Regions from separate parts of the Lactuca sativa genome. Here region 1 is linked to region 2. A link is a contact called in public Hi-C data. All regions are on one chromosome and are shown on one strand. Each heading gives the region's core, a stretch centred on a gene start, on an enhancer-like site or on the middle of the called end of the contact. The rest is flanking DNA. Distances are from core to core; before and after follow the strand shown. Region 1 holds the start of LOC111890499 (protein CANDIDATE G-PROTEIN COUPLED RECEPTOR 7). Region 2 holds the start of LOC111890528 (growth-regulating factor 11).

What was found. Hi-C and Micro-C count contacts between places; a contact is called where the count stands out from the background.
Region 1: a Hi-C map of leaf shows a contact between it and region 2, with 4 times the contacts expected there. The contact joins the promoter of LOC111890499 here to the promoter of LOC111890528 in region 2. A contact is called at or near these places in 2 of 4 Hi-C or Micro-C datasets (both in leaf).

The regions. Positions count from the first base shown.
Region 1 is chr6:145,978,687-145,982,898 of Lsat_Salinas_v11, forward strand. LOC111890499 (protein CANDIDATE G-PROTEIN COUPLED RECEPTOR 7) reads right to left here and starts at 2,749. Exons shown (of 1, transcript XM_023886606.3): 1 at 1,009-2,749. The coding sequence starts at 2,537. The coding sequence ends at 1,227.
Region 2 is chr6:145,765,772-145,769,634 of Lsat_Salinas_v11, forward strand. LOC111890528 (growth-regulating factor 11) reads right to left here and starts at 1,484. Exons shown (of 4, transcript XM_023886633.3): 1 at 750-1,484; 2 at 473-619; 3 at 143-353; 4 at 1-49. The coding sequence starts at 984.

The DNA.
Region 1 (4,212 bases), core at 1,499-3,998, 210 kb after region 2:
ACACAATTTTAAAAGTTATGTAACTAAATGAGCACAAATCCAAAAGTTAAGTGGCCAAAACAAAAGTTAAATGCCTAAATGAACACAAAGCCAAAAGTTTGATGACTTTTTAAAACTTAAAAAGAATTAAATGACCAAATGAACACAAAACAAAAAATTAAATAACCAAAAATACCTAAACCCTATAAAAAAAAAGATATGGACAAAAGACACAAGTCACCCCAAAACACAATGACTATTCATGTAAGTTACTCCGAAAAGTGTTGGTAACGCTCTTACGCTTTTAGACCATTTATTTTCCTTGTCAAATGATCTAAGTTATAACATTGTTCTTATTTTATTAAGCAAACGTGTAAATTCCTAAATTTTATTGTTTTTAGGGATAATCGACTAATACTAAAACACTCTTCTTAAATTCAGGTAAATCATGTTTTAAAAATTCACTTTTCCGACCGGACTATATGTGATCGAAATCTTTGTCTAATGATTTAAAGAATTTATACTTCAAATACCTAGTAGAAAAACACTTTTTTCAAATATAAAAATATAGTAATTAGTTCTTGGATCGAAACCATTTTAGCTTTCAAAAGTTGAAATTTATCTATCAAATACTAAACCTCTTATTAAATTTTTGAAATTTTTTTTTATGGTTGATGACTTAGGGTAAACCAACTGTTCTTCATGTATACTTTTTAGTCATTTTATATTTGTACGTTCATAATTTGTAAACAACTTTGTTACCTCTTTTTCATACACTAAATCGACAAAGTTTTGTTGAATAAAAACTATTTTTAATACCAAAATAAGATTGTGTCATTGACATTGATTAACCAATGAGATTAGTTTTCGTTCTCCAACAAATGAAATTGTCATTGAAGATGAAAACAAGCATTCCCATATATTTTTCTTTCTTTTTATTCTTCTCTTCATAACGATAAAAAAAATAAGACAATATTACCCTTTGACCATATCTCTATTTCTCAAAATCAAGATTCACCTCAACACATATACAACACAAAACAATAACGAGTGATGTATTATGAATAGAACAAAGAACATGACAAATAAAGACTACTTACAAAACTGTATCATTGTATCAGATACATCATCATACACCAAGAATAGTTGTAATTGTAATAGTATAGAAACAGATTTCAACATTTGTATTCGACATTCCTAAACAAACCTGGAAGAAGAAGAAGAAGAAGAAGAAGAAGAAAGGCAGATCAAAGTTCAAATTCATCTTCAAGTTTCAATTGCTCTGATGCAGCTTCTTCATCATCATCATCAACAGCAAAGTAAGGATTATGAGCTTCTGGTTTGAAATTGTACCCAGTGAAAACGTAAAAAGCAAGAGTGGCTAACTCAGCAGCTACTACACTAGTCCACAAATACTTATACGAAGTGATAGTCTCCAATGCATACACCACAACTCTTGTGAAGTAAATGTAGCAGATAACCACAACATAATATTGTCTGAAGAGGGTTAATTTCATCAGATTAACAGCTGCTTTTCCATCTGTTCTAGCTGCTTCTCTTAAGTTCTTGATTGACCAAACAATGGGGAATAGAACAGCACAACAACAGACAACATCGACTAGTAGAAAAACCTGCTTCCATGTCACCCAATCTTGTCCATATGGCCCTGATTCATCGATCACGACTTGAGCGATGTTGGCGACGACTTGAAGTGGGATCACAATCATTAACACCTTCTTTTCTTTGTCTTGGAGATAGGGTTTCAGGAACGACCATCCAGTTCCAATTAACACAATTAATGTGAACAATGTGATTCCTTTCAGGAAGCTGAAAATGTAGAACAGAACATCCCATCCATGGGCGCTACCAGTACGCTTGATATAGGATTTATCTTCGGCTTCACATACCAAGTTTAATGCTTTCAGGACCACAACAGCAAGCATAAAGAAATGGATTCCGAACACAGTAAGACGTTTTTTGTACAGAAAGTAAACCCAAGCTGCTGCCATAGTAATGTAAATGAGGGAGAACAAGAAATAAACCCTTGGGAGAACGGTAATTCCAGCAGAAAGGTAATCGCGAGTGTTGGACTTGCCATCGAGATTGTACATAGCAGATCGGACGTCCATTGAGATCTTAAGCTGAGGAAGACAGTTAGCAAACACAAGAGTATACTGATCGGCATCCGATTGGAGATAATAATGATCAAAACCTTTCGCATCTTTCGCTATCGAATTCAAATTGTAAACTTCTTTAATAATATTGGATTGAAGCGCACACGCTATCTCCGCATCTTCGATCTGTTGGAGAACCTGAAGCCATGAATCACGCGTGCAGAGAAAAAAACCTAATTTGGAGAGGTCAGGGTCTGCTGTGGAGAACGATAGTTTGGAAACGTTGAGTTCGAGTCTGCCATTGTGAGTGAAACCGAATTCATCGAAGGGGATGATTGGTCGGGGGTCGGATCGGATCTCGGTGAAACGAATTTCCGCGGTGGCGATGGAGATGAAGGCGACGAGGATGAGGAGGAGGAAAGAGGAGGAAGAACCGGAAGCCATTGATCGGAGATCTGAATCGAAATGCTCAGATCTGTGACAGTTGTAGTTGTGATTCTTCCTTTGTTTGATATAATCGGAGTTGAAATTGGGATTACGACGGTTTAACAAGTATATATATTAATGAGGATTTGGTTTGGGATCTGAGAGCGTCGGTGGGTGTAGCCGCGTGCGTGTCGTGAAAGGAAACGTACAAAGGAAAGGAAATATGGATACATTATCATTAAAAATAGAGGTTAGTATTTGAAAATTTTGTCTTACAACACCTAAAAAGTAATTTAACTATTTAAAAAAATACAAAATTTTATGATGGGGACTTATGGGTTTTTTTTTAAATAATGATTTAATTTAAGAATAACGTTTGGTCAAATACTATATGGATTGTCTTTATTGTATCCAAATCAAATTTGGTTTTATTGTGTAACTCGATTAGAAGTAAGAGGTTAAGTATCAATAAAATGTTCAAAATACCTCTATTTTACCTTTTTTGTTATTTTGTAAAATAAGTAATTATAGAGACCAACTATGAAGATTATAAAAAAAATTAAGAGGTTCTTTGCTTCACATTTTAAAAGAGAGTGGTAAATCATATTATTTTAATGCTCCATGTCAATTCGTCTTAATGTTTATATTAGAGGTCAATCGTGGAACACTAACAATATTTTGGGTGTGTCAAGGCTTGAACCTTACCCCTTATGTGTAAAATTTCACTCATCAACCGCTAAACTTCCATTGTGGAGACCTGTTTCACCTCTTATCTACATTGGTTAGATTTAGAGTATTACTCTGATCCGTTTTATTTTTTCCTATTTAAGGAGACAAACTAAGAGTTGCTACAAGTGTCATAAATGTAATGAAGGCGTGAAAGTGTTGGAATAAATAATGCCAAGTCTATTGGCATACATTATGGATACAGTCAAAGAGAATAAACTCACAAAAGACTTTGACAATGTCAAGGATTTTCTTGAATTTCCCCAATGATATTCCCGGACTTCCATCGGATTATCAAGTGGAATTTCGCATAAATTTGGTATTGAGAACCGCACCAATTGCAAAAGCATCGTACTGCTTAGAACCTACAAAATTGAAGGAATTGTTGACACAGTTACAAGAGTTGTTAGACAATTGCTTTGTGTAACCGTACACTTCACCTTGGAGAGCCCTGATCTTGTTTGTAAGAAGAAAGATAGATCGATGAAAATGTGTATCAATTACCGTGATCTCAATTAAGTGACCGTTAAGAATACGTATTATTTACCCATGATTAAAGACATCTTTGATAAATTGCAAGGAGCAATTTATTTCGCAAAGATATATCTTTGATCCGGTTATCACCAGATGATAGTAGGAGATGCAGACGTGGATAAGACGAACTTCCGACCTAGATATAGACATTTCGAGTTTTTCGTGATACTTTTTGGCTAAACTAGCACGCCCGCAAATTTTATGGACCTTATAAATAAGGTTTGTAAGCCACATCTTGATAAATTTGTGATAGTACTCATTGATAATATTCTTATTTACTCGAAGTTGACGGAATAATATAAATAACACTTGAGACTAGCACCTGGAACATTTAAGAAAGAGAGATTGTATGCAAAATTCTTAAAATGCGAGTTTTGGATAGAAAAGGTACAATTTCTTGGTCATGTAGTAAATAAATATGGAATAAAGGTAG
Region 2 (3,863 bases), core at 234-2,733:
AGATTGAGACAAGGGTGTCTCACTACTCTTTATAAACCATTCATGACACCTTCATAAAATGTACACCAAAATCAAAACAAACAAGAGAAAACCCATTTCATATTATTTTATTTTATACTTGTAATTAAAGTATAAAACTCACCTGGTTTGCTGATTTGATGAAGTTGCAGTGGGATTATGAGTTGTATCCACAGGCTTTCTTGAACGTGATCTGGTCTTGTGGGCATGGCGTTCGCAGTACTTCTGGTTGGGACCCACATCCTTTGCACACCTCCATTTTTTTCCATCTGTTCTTCTACACCTCCATGGCTCTGGATCCGACCCGTTTGAGAATCTTATTCCCGTACTCGTCCCTATTAATAATCCCAAATCGTAGTTTTTAACTTTTTTTTTTATTCTGAGCATTTAAACAAACAGTTGGAGTGCATAAGGAATGAGTTACTATTATGTAAGAGAAAGAAAGAAAATGTACTGTTGGACTGAGTGGATGAAGGTAGGAGGAGCTGCGGAGGAATAGGAATGGAAGCCATTATGTACTTGTAGATTAGTGTCTGCCTCTCGAGCTCTTGCCACTGTGTCGCTGTAAAAAGCACTTTCCCAGAAGCTCCGACAACTCCATCTGTAACAAAGTGTATGCAATGTAAAGGATATCACAAATTCACAAGCAATATCAAGAAAAAGTTTTTTAATTTAAGAACCTGTAATCGATTTGAAAGAAATCCCAGATGCAAGTTGGTTAGTGGGATTACCCTGGTGGACGAACTGTTGGCTGCCATTGTTACCATAAACACCACCAAAATCGTGATGACGATACTGGTTTATGTTTATCAAGCTCATCTTTTTACAAGGATAAGACGGTTCGCTGTTCAAACCCAACCCAACATCACACTCTAATGGCGACACCGCACCGCCACAACCACCACCACCACCACCACCGCCACCGCCACCGGCGGCGCCACTGGTTCTATTACTATCATTCCTCATTTTTCAAGAAAATACAAAACCCAGATTCCGATGGGGTTTGTCTGTCGTCCCGAAGAAATCAAAAGGGTTTATAGAAGAGAGAATTTAGTTGCTTCCTATGGTTCCAACATTCGCCCATGGAAGAAAGCAACAAACAGAAAGTCCAAAATTTGGTCCCCTCTTCCTTCTGTCTCTTTCTTAATTTGTTACCCTTTTCAATGGAAACGTGTATCGATACCGATCTCAATCGTCCTCTTCCATGAAATAAGATAAGAACGTAGTTATGATGATTTCATTGATCTTTTTTATTTAAAAATAAAAGAGATAGCTGCGCATGGGCCAAAACGATGTGCAGATAAAGCTTGGTTTTAATGCTTGTAACATTTGGGTGTGTCAAACTCTATAACAACTAACAAGGTCACCCGTGTTAGTTTCGTGGCGAATCTCAATGGATGGGTGTCTATACTCTTTTTACACATATGTTCTCTAGAGTCTAGTGTCTCTCCTATCTCATTTTGTAATTTGCTATTATTATATAATTTTGCTTAAAAAAATGTTTACTAGTATATTAGTGATTCAAATTTAGATCCTTTTATTGATTTTTGTCATTATAGATCTGAAATTATTTTTTATGCCTTTATAATTTATTTATTTTTATTTTTTTTAATTGTAATATTACTTTAATATTAAAAAACAAAAAAATAAAAATTAACACCAGCCACCCACCCCCACCGTCCTCACTATCCCTTCTACAATACATGTCTCACCCCAAGTGATACGTGTCAGGACCCCAGGTGGGGAATAGTTGCTGATTCAGGACGAGAGGCCGCAACGTGGGCCGATTATGTGTTCAGCAGCGATAGCTAGACGCTACCTCTAGCAGAGATGCGCAGGTTATGTCGCTTATGTTATGGATACCCGGGAGAAGGGTAAGGCGGTCGTCAATGATGTGTCAGTGGTGCGGGAGTATCCGGATGTTTTCCCATAGGATTTGCATGGAATACTCCGGAGAGACAGGTGGAGTTCAGGATCGACATAGTTCCAAGTGCGGCTCTGATAACCAATGCACCATATCGGTTGGCTCCTCCCGAGATGCAGAGTTTTCTACACAGCTGTAGGAGCTGTTAGACAAGGGATTTATCAGGCCGAGCAGTTCACCCTGGGGAGCCCTGATCTTATTTGTGAAGAAGAATGATGGGTCACATCTGATGTGCATAGATTACCGGGAGTTGAATAAGGTGATGGTGAAGAACCGTTACCCACACCCGAGGATTGACGATCTCTTCGACCAGCTTCAAGGAGCATCTTGGTTTTCCAAGATCGATTTGCGTTCAGGCTACCATCAGATGGGGGTCAGAGACGAGGATATACAGAAGACTGCTTTTTGGACTCACTATGGTCATTGCGAGTTCGTGGTGATTCCCTTTAGGCTCACCAATGCTCATGTCGCATTCATGGACCTTATGAACCGCGTGTGCAGACCGATGTTAGATCTGTCTGTGACAGTCTTCATCGATGACATCTTGGTTTACTCCAAGACGCAGGAGCAGCACGATGAGCACTTATGAGAAATGTTGGATACTCTGAGGAAAGAGAGCTTGTACGCCAAGTTCTCCAAATGTGAGTTCTAGTTACGCGAGGTACAGTTTCTGTGGAACCTTGTCAGCCAGAACGGTATTTTGGTCGACCCGGCCAAAGTGGAGGTCGTGATGAGATGGGAGGTTCTGAAGTCTCCATCTGAGATTCGAAGTTTCCTCGGTTTAGCAGGCTATTACCGGAGACTCTGTGACGACCCAAATTTTTAAAAGAAAATTTTCATTTTTAATTAGTCAAACATATTTGCATAAACCATGAAATCCCAAAACAATTTTTTTCAAATCCACATTCAATACAACTTTATTTAAAAACATCAGTGTCCCATAACATATCAGTCAGAGAGAGAGTGTGTGTGTGTGTGTGTGTGTGAAAGAGAGTGTGCACACCACGCCATCACGCATTGCCCTTGCCCTTGGGCTCAGATGTGCCTGAAACAAATCCACAAACGGTAAGCTGAAAGCTTAGTAAGTTCCCCAGAGCATACCCACACACAAGCCATATACAACATATCATACTAGCTAAAACAACTATACATATCACATAAGCCATGCATACCACAGATAGGGATACTGTGGACTCGTCCCCAGGGTCTTACTCCAGGATGCCATGGGCTCCCCACATAGTCTTACACCTAAGTGTTATGGGCTCTCCCATGGTCTTTAATAGGAAAGCCATGGGCACTCCACATGGTCTTACATCCAAGTGACATGGGCTCTCCCATGGCCTTTGATAGGAAAGCCATGGGCTCTCCACATGGTCTTACATCTAAGTGTTATGGGCTCTCCCATGGTCTTCTATATAAACATACCACATATACTACTAGCATACTTCCTAGCTCATATCAACTATCATGCCAAATAATACCATTCCAGCTAGTACACTACATATCTGCTGAATGCGAAAGCTGCTTTCCTAACAGTCCGTAACCTCCTCTGCTGAATAATAATATTAATCAATGTTAGGACTTCACTTAATCAAATGAAAACCCAAACCCCAAGTCCCTCCAAAAAGGCCCAAATATCCTTTCTTTGTTAATGGGCCCAAAGTCCATATCCATAATCATTAATGGGCCTCTTGGCCCAATAAAGCCCTACCATAACACCAATGGCCCAAAACAGATAAAATGGCCCATTATTCTAAGAATGTAAACAAGTCCAATAACCAAATGAGGCCCAACAGTTCAAAGGCCCAAAAAAGATCCAAGCCCATCTGTGATGCGTACGCGGAGCGTACCACCCTGGTACTTGCAACGTATTGGGGCTCTGGGGCTTACGCGCAGCGTATACTAGGTTACGCCCAACGTA